Regions from separate parts of the Sus scrofa genome. Here region 1 is linked to region 2. A link is a contact called in public HiChIP or PLAC-seq data. All regions are on one chromosome and are shown on one strand. Each heading gives the region's core, a stretch centred on a gene start, on an enhancer-like site or on the middle of the called end of the contact. The rest is flanking DNA. Distances are from core to core; before and after follow the strand shown.

Region 1 (3,754 bases), core at 925-3,424, 200 kb after region 2:
TCAGGCCTAAACTATCACTGGTGCCAATGATGCGAAACCTCTATGTGAGTTCTGTTAATATTTTTTCTTACATCTTTATTGAAGCATCCAAAAAATGACAATAGTATTTAAGTTTTATGAACTGTAAGTTGGAGACTCATGGATTTATTGAATTGTAGGTTGTCAACATGCCATCCTCTGCCTCCTTGGCTAGCTAGCTGCTATGATTGATCCAGGTGCTGTTTTAAGCGCTGTATCTATATTAACTCGCTTAATCCTCACAACAACCCTATGAGCTAAATACTTTGCTACCCCTATTTAATAGATGAGGAAACTGAGGCAGAGAGACAAAGCCAGTTTCAAGCCCAGTCTTGCTTCAGGCATTGTGCAGAAGATTTGGCTGAGACTAAGTCTCCATCCTCCACTAGGAGTAACTCACTTCTGGTCTTTTTATTTTTTTAAAGTTTTTTGATTTTCCTTTCATTGTCCCCTTTAGCAGGGAAATTGACTTTGTTTTCTCAGGCCTGTTAACAGAGGACCCACTGGTTGGAGGTGCTAGACTGATTGCAGAGGAAACCAGCAACAGCACAGACAAGGGCATAAGGAAACAAACCTCTGGAGCATCTGGGACTTGAGCCTGGCAATCTATGTAAAAGTATTTTGCAAGTAGTAGGGCAGTGGTTTTCAAACTATATGTATTCAAGAATTACCAGGGGTGCTTTTTAAAAATGCTGCTTTCCCAGCCTCACCCTAAAAGCTTCTGACTCAGAGGCTCCCAGGAATCTACCTTTTTAACCAGCTCCTACGTGAGCCTGATGCAGGTGGTCCAAGTGCACACCTTGAGAAACACTCTGGTGCTTGCGGGGCTTGGGGATGAACGCTAGCTGATCCCAGAAGGAGGCTTGGGTTTGCCTGCAAGTTAATTCAAACCACCTGCATGGAGCCTATTCATGCTGTTCTGGTCCCTGTAATTCACTAGCTTTAGGCCAAGGAGCTTGATTGAGAGGGCAGGGATGGGGAGGCTGGAAAGAAGAAAGAAGCAGGGCAATTACAACCACTTCCAGGGAGGTGATTGTTTCTCTGTGGACAGAGAAGGAGCTGTCACTGGGGACCCTTCTTCCTTCAGTGTCCCCCTAATTGGCTGTTGTGACTATCATTCTGCCCCAAGGGAGTGTAATAGAATCAAGAAGAGAGAAGAAAAGGATGCCAAATAACTTGGAGCAGGAACAAAAGAGGAGCAGGGCTCATTTCTACCAGCACGGAGAGCAGCTCTGATTGGTCCCTTTCCCCAAGGTCCTTTCACACCATCTCTGCAACCTTTCCCCTCCTTTTTCTTGTCTCCCTCCCAGGGACCAATAAACCCAGGTTGTCTGAACAAGCAGAGCTTTATAATTATCCAGGGAAAATTCCGATGGCCCAGAATTATGCCATAATGTCATGTTGTACTGTTACAATAGCAAAGCAGGGATGTTTTAACCTTCTCACTGATTCACGTTCTCTTGGAGACGAACACCAGGCAGATGCTCTCTTAGTGTGAGTATCTTTCCAAGAGATCATTTGAGTTATTTCGATTTTACCATCTGAGCATAATCGACATGCATTAATGATGTAGGCAACTTCCCTTTCCCTGAACTGAGTAATTTAAAGCTATTTCAGCAATACGGTACAGGATAGTGATTTAAGATTGCCTGGCCTCATTCCTAGCCCTGAAAATCACCAGCTGTGTGACCTCGAAGGTTACTTTACATCTCTGAGTTGCAGGTACTAATCTGCAAAATGGAGATAATAATAGGACCTTGCTCCCAACACACACACACACACACACACACACACACACACACACACACACACACACACACGGGTCTTCAGTGGATTGTTGTGACCACCAGATGAGACAATACTTGTAAGATATTTTTCCCCTTTCGCAATAAACCCACACTGTTTGCCTCCATTGTTCAACTTCTTTTTTTTCCCCAGAATTATTCCTCTTTGCTATTTTAAACCTAATCTCTGGGTGAAAATCAGTAGAAAATCACAAGGAAAAGAGAAACAATGAAAAAGGTGTTTCCACTCTAGTCGCATTGAATTTCAAACACTCCTAACACGCTGTGAGCAGAACAACAGATGACTTCCATCCAAAGGGAAGTACACAGAACTTGAGACGCAGACAGAGGAGAACAGGATAAATCACTCAGTTGCTTACCACACACATTGTGAGATATTAAATGTGGATTAGAAGTTTCTTACCAATACTCTGGCCTCTGTTTCTTGACTGGTTTTATATTTCCAGACTGCAAACAAACGATTATACGTGTGAAAAAAATATGTAACAGACTAGAGGACAAATTCAAATGAGCCAGGAGACCAGGGGCTCTGGAGTTCTGGTTTGTCTGCTTGCAGCTCTCTGCAAGGGCAGTCCTCTGAGTGCAGTGTTGCTGACAGCTCATCTCCCTCACAGGCAGCTTCCTCCTGGTGGTTTCTCTGAGAGTAAATGGCCCCCAGTCATGCAGAGGGTGAGGATGTGTGTGTGGGGGGGTTGCCAAGCAACACATTTCCCACAGAACTATTCAAGAAGAGAGAGTCTTGGTTTTAAAAACAAAAGAAAACCAAAAAGCCCTACTGGGCGGACCTAATAATACAGCCACCTCCCCCCCACACCTCCTATAAGTAAATTAATCCTCAAGCTGGTTTATGTTTACTAGATAGCACAACTTCCCAGAAATGGAGTTAGAAAGCATGCCAGAATTGGACTTCCCATCGTGGCGTGGCGCAGTGGTTAACGAATCCAACTAGGAACCTCGAGGTTGCAGGTTCGATCCCTGGCCTCGCTCAGTGGGTTAAGGATCCAGCGTTGCCATGAGCTATGGTGTGGGTCGCAGAGGCGGCTCGGATCCCGAGTTGTTGTGGCTCTGGCACAGGCCAGCAATTACACGTCTGATTAGACCCCTAGTCTGGGAACCTCCATATGCTGCGGGTACGTCCCTCAAAAGACAAAAAATAAATAAATAATAATAAATAAAAAGTTCTTTTAAAAAAAAGAAAGAAAGCATGCCGGAATTTTATAAAATAACTTCAAGCAATGTCCTAAATTTCCACTAATAAATTTTGAAGGGGAACTTCTTCTAGTGAATTATACTGTGGGCCTCCTCTCTCAGTTGGGCGCCTGAATGAAAAGCAACTATCAGTTGAATAATAGTTTTAACAACTAAATTGCCCAGTTTTGAGTTTGGGACTTAAAACTGCTCTTTTATTTTTTGTGGTATCTAAGTCATACACGCTTATGGCAAATGATTATATTTGAAGGAGTGAATGCACAGATGGTAACAATGAGCAGTTGACTGGATCATGAGCTTATTTGAAGAATTCTGAATAGCTCTGTATGTGCTTGCATGTTCCCAACATATTCCCTTAGGAGGACACAACAAAACATTTTCATATTCTAATTCTCACTCCGATTAGCATTTATTAAGCGCTGATGCATGCAAAGCACTGTGCTAGACTCTAGAGTTGAAGCAGGAAAGGAAAAAGATACACCATGTAGTGACACAAGGTCCAACCACTCAAGGAATTGCACATTTCAGTGGGAGAGATAGACTCTTACACTGCTAATACAAGAGGTGATGGAATGAGGAAGCTCTTAATTATGTCAAAATTATTGAAATTACTAGCTTCAAATGACTAAGTTACAGCATCGCTGTTCTAACCTTTCCTGAGATAGGGTAGGAGGTCAGTACAGAGAGAATGAAAGAGAATTAGAACTCCCAAGTAGAAATGA
Region 2 (4,184 bases), core at 1,304-3,803:
AGGCCACCTCTCAGGTGTTAGCACACATTGTGACAAAACTGAACTTGTGGCTCTTCAACATGTCTGCCCCTTTCTTATCCCCTCTCATTTGCCTGAATATTCCTGCCTCACTTCTGTCTCCCATTTCCCTCCATTAAAATTATACCCAGTCTTGAAGGCTTCAAATGCCTCCTTTTCCACTAGCCTTAAGTCAAATGTCACATCTTTTTCTTTTCACCTACCATGCTTATTTATAAAATTATATCTCTTTGGTACTTTTTTTTTTTTTTTTTTTTTTTTGCAGGAGGGGGGCCTCTTTATAAGCTGACTTAAATGGCATGAAGACTAAGAGGCTTGGCCAAAGTTAGGGTTCAAATTAGTCAAATACTTGTTCATATTGGCAGAAACAGATATTTACTGCTGCCAACCATAGGCACTCAGATGATTAGTTTTATTAAAGAGACTCACAGACATTAAAGAGAATGTGAAGCTTGTTCTTAAGAGGAATAAACTTGCAGTTCTCAAGATGAAAAGCCCAAATGCTATTTTGAGTAAAAAGTAAGGACAAAAACAGTCTGAACCAAGATGGTCTAGAAATCGTATTAAACGCCATGCATCCGCAAAGACTTTTTTTTTTTCTTTTGGAAAAGAATAGAGTAAGAGAAAAGCAGCTTTCTATTTATTGCCTTTGTTGTCTTAAAAAAGCAGATTCTGCCAAAACTATAGCAGTCGTGCAGATCTTGGCATCTGTGATCTCTAACAGGTTTCAGATTTCTGAAAATGACTCAAATCACATGTCAGCAAACTAAAGGGATGAGGGGAAATGCTGATAGGGAGCAAGTGGGTTTTATGCGCTCTTGAAATTCTAAGGGAAAAAATATGCAAAATGCTAATCAGAGAGCCTTCATCTTCTCTTTATGACAATGATTAAGCTCATAATGTCTTTCAGAGACTTGGGCAAAGAAAACAAGCTGGGAAATCAGTACAGCAAATGGCAAACATGCCGTGGGTGTGGATCAGACTGAGAACCAGCATCAGCAAGAACATGGTATTTGGGCAACACTGTCCCTGGATTGGTAAACTTAGATCTGTTATATTTTTAGTCTGAAACACATTGAAAAACAGATGTGGATGTGAAGGCACAGATGGGATTAGAACAGGCAGTTTGGTGATGAAAGTTCAGATACCTCCAGTTTCATCTAGGTCCAGCTCACCCATCACAGAGGAGGAAAAGAAGACTCCAGAGTAGAGAAGTTACTCAAGTGAACAGGCTAGCTAGTGACAGAACACAATAAGAATCCAGGTCTCTTGTTTCTTAGTGCTCTGTTTTTCACATTGCCTCTCCTCTTTAATTCTTCTTCATTCATCTTAAAATGTAATGGTATAGCCTAAGAGCCTTTGATTGTCTCATTGTCAAGACGAATAAGTAGAAAATAAATCAAAGTTGTATTTTCACTTCTACTGTGAAGGAACTCAACTTGATGGTTTAAGGAAACCAATAAGATATTAGGCAGTGTGTGATGGTGCAATTGGGGTCTGTGCTGTTGGTTCATCATTAGCCCAAGTGAACTGCCAGCTATGACAACAGAAATGTAAATGAGAAATTCTATGTCTTGTGGATTTTAGAATGTTTATGTGTGTGTGTGTATAATTTACATATAAAGGGTATTTGCTTTATGTCTTTTATTTGTGGACATCAGGACCTGCTATTTCCTGGAATTGGTAGTAACTAGGGAGTACCTGGAAACAAAATATTGCTACCTATGCAAATATCTTTGGAACATGGAGTAAGAGTGTGGACAGAGCAAGGAAGTACAGATTGTGATTAACTAAGTAATTTGAATTTTCCAGGTAAATATGTATGATGGGACCTTGACTTTTTAAAGATAATATTATATTTATTTGTTCTAAATAATGTAGAAATTGATGTATCACAGGAAAGCTTTCAGACCTATACAAGTATAGAAGTTGCAAGAAATAGACTTACTTTTAAAAAAGCAATGGAGTATTAATGTGGTTGAGTATAAGCTACAGATTTTTCAAAAACTTTCCTCCAGGGCATTTGAGTTCCCAACTCTAAAGCAGAAATCACAGGAAGATATAAAACAGAGAACACAAAGATGTTTCCTTGCTGCTAACATGGCCCACAGAGTCCAGCATGGAATCCATACTGCAGCAAACTCACGTTCAGAGAACTGCTAAGGACTAAGAGTGCTTTATTCTATAGACAGCCCAGACTGTCCCAGAGAGATTAGCTCACACTAATAACAGTGCTTAGACCAAATATCTCCACCTCAGAAGCCAATTCTAAAGCCTTCATTTCAGAACTCAGAAATGTGTCTTTTTATTTATTTGCACCCCTGTTCTGAAATGGTAGCAAATGGCAAAAACTCTGGTCAAGGACATCTGTGTAATGCTGACTTGAAGCAGGCTCAGGTCCAGGAGGGTGTGGTTCATATGCATTTCTTTTGAAAACTAGGTTAGAAAGGTGACCTAATGCTAGAAAAGTCTGTAGCTCCTGAAGAGGAGGGAGCTGTGACAATCTGGTGCCTGCGAAAATGGCAACTTGCCATCCGGACAGGATTGCTCCATCAGCTTCCAGGACACGTTCCTCTAGTTTATTTTAGGAACCAGTAAACTACACTAGAGGGCAGACTAACCCAGACCTTTTTTTCCCCTTCCCATTTAGTCTATTGTGTTTGACAAGAACCATTATAGAAATGTAGTCCTGCAAGCAGATCAAATTGAGGCTATGTTTCATTATCAATGATGGAGATCATGCCTCTGCTGATATTTCCTTATTTAAATTTTCCCTATGGGCATTTAATGTCTTAAATGCTTAATCTAGATAAGATTTAAGGACAATAATAACAACCAAAGCCTGTGAAGACAATGAATAGCATACAATTATTACAGCCCATGTTAATGGAAAACAAGCACCACTGTGAGAAGGGGGCAATGACCAGGTACACAGACACTTTCTCCAAAGAAACAGAAAACACATGAGCCATCATCACAGTGAGATAAACTGGATTCAGAATGCTAATTTATGCCTAATACAGTGCTTTGTGATTTCTCATTTTTTAAACTACGCAATCTCATTTGCTTTTCTTTGGTGTGACTGCGAAGAAGTTGAGGGAGGAAGAGGACAGCTGAGTGGAGATAGATGGTCCCAGACATAAGCTCAGATGGTCCCAGACATAGTCTCAGGCCCTTCAGCCCTTTTCTTAATTTTTAGATATAGTGGAGAAGGGTGAAGATTTTCAGACTGATCTCTGGGCATAGATTTTATGATGAAACTGTTTTACTGATACACCTGTTCCTTAGAAATTCTTTTGATTTATTCAACTAACAGGTTTAAGAAATATTTTACTTAGCTAGTGGTTGTCTAGTGAAACAGTATCAATGAGAGATAAATACATATGACACATGTAAATATACATATATGTGATATATAGTAGAATAACCAATAGGAGATCTACCTATCATCTTATCTGCCTAATTTATTAAAAGGACAACTGACTCATGGGATTACAAAGGCTGAGAAATCTCAATATCTGCAGATTGTTCCAGTCATGCATCCAGAACCACCCTCAACAAACATTCCCAGAATAATGTGTAACCAAATATCTGAGTACTCCATACCCAATCAAGTTAACACATAAAATTAACAATCACAGTTAGTCTCTTGTGTTGCATTTATGTCATACTTTAGAGATTATAAAGTGCTTTCCTAAACATCTCTTTTGGTCCTGTGAGCTAGGCAGGGCATATTGTTAGTAACATTTTCACAGGTGATGACTATGACCAAAAGTAATTATTAAGACATTGAATGATCTTCATACCTTTTTCAGATTATGAAAATGAAGCAAAGAGAGATTTTGTAACTTGGCAAACATATAGTTTGTAATAGATCTTTCAACTCTTACTCCTAGGCCCTTCTGACTACATTTCACATCTATTTCTAAGCCTAAACAGCTACAACAATAAGCAGATCTCCAAAAGGTGCACATGCTGACATACCAAATAAAAATTTCCTTAGCCAAGCTTGTCCTATGTTATAATGTACATAGTATACCTATAATAGGCTTGCCATTTTGTAATACATGTAACTTGAACTCAGTGGTAGTAGAGGTTAAAGCAGGCAAGAAATAAATGGAATAAATATGTCAGCATAATTAATAATCAGAGAGCTACAGGAACTG

What was found. HiChIP or PLAC-seq counts read pairs in DNA pulled down with a chosen protein or histone mark.
Region 1: a contact with region 2 is called in an H3K27ac HiChIP or PLAC-seq map of alveolar macrophages. The contact joins two enhancer-like sites. A contact is called at or near these places in 2 of 47 Hi-C or Micro-C datasets (both in embryonic fibroblasts) and 2 of 2 datasets of contacts at active chromatin or transcription factors (alveolar macrophages and skeletal muscle).

What each region holds. Positions count from the first base shown.
Region 1 is chr2:91,180,872-91,184,625 of Sscrofa11.1, forward strand. No RefSeq gene overlaps it. Among named protein-coding and RNA genes, the nearest start is that of TMEM167A, 180 kb to the right of the region's middle. Within about 2 kb of position 2,175, at least 10 of the 83 cell types and tissues checked have an H3K27ac peak or open chromatin away from gene starts, as enhancers often do. A contact at or near this core is called in alveolar macrophages, where this site is marked.
Region 2 is chr2:90,984,873-90,989,056 of Sscrofa11.1, forward strand. The region is part of intron 2 of LOC110259417 (a long non-coding RNA gene); the gene reads left to right. Among named protein-coding and RNA genes, the nearest start is that of ATP6AP1L, 310 kb to the left of the region's middle. Within about 2 kb of position 2,554, at least 8 of the 83 cell types and tissues checked have an H3K27ac peak or open chromatin away from gene starts, as enhancers often do. A contact at or near this core is called in alveolar macrophages, where this site is marked.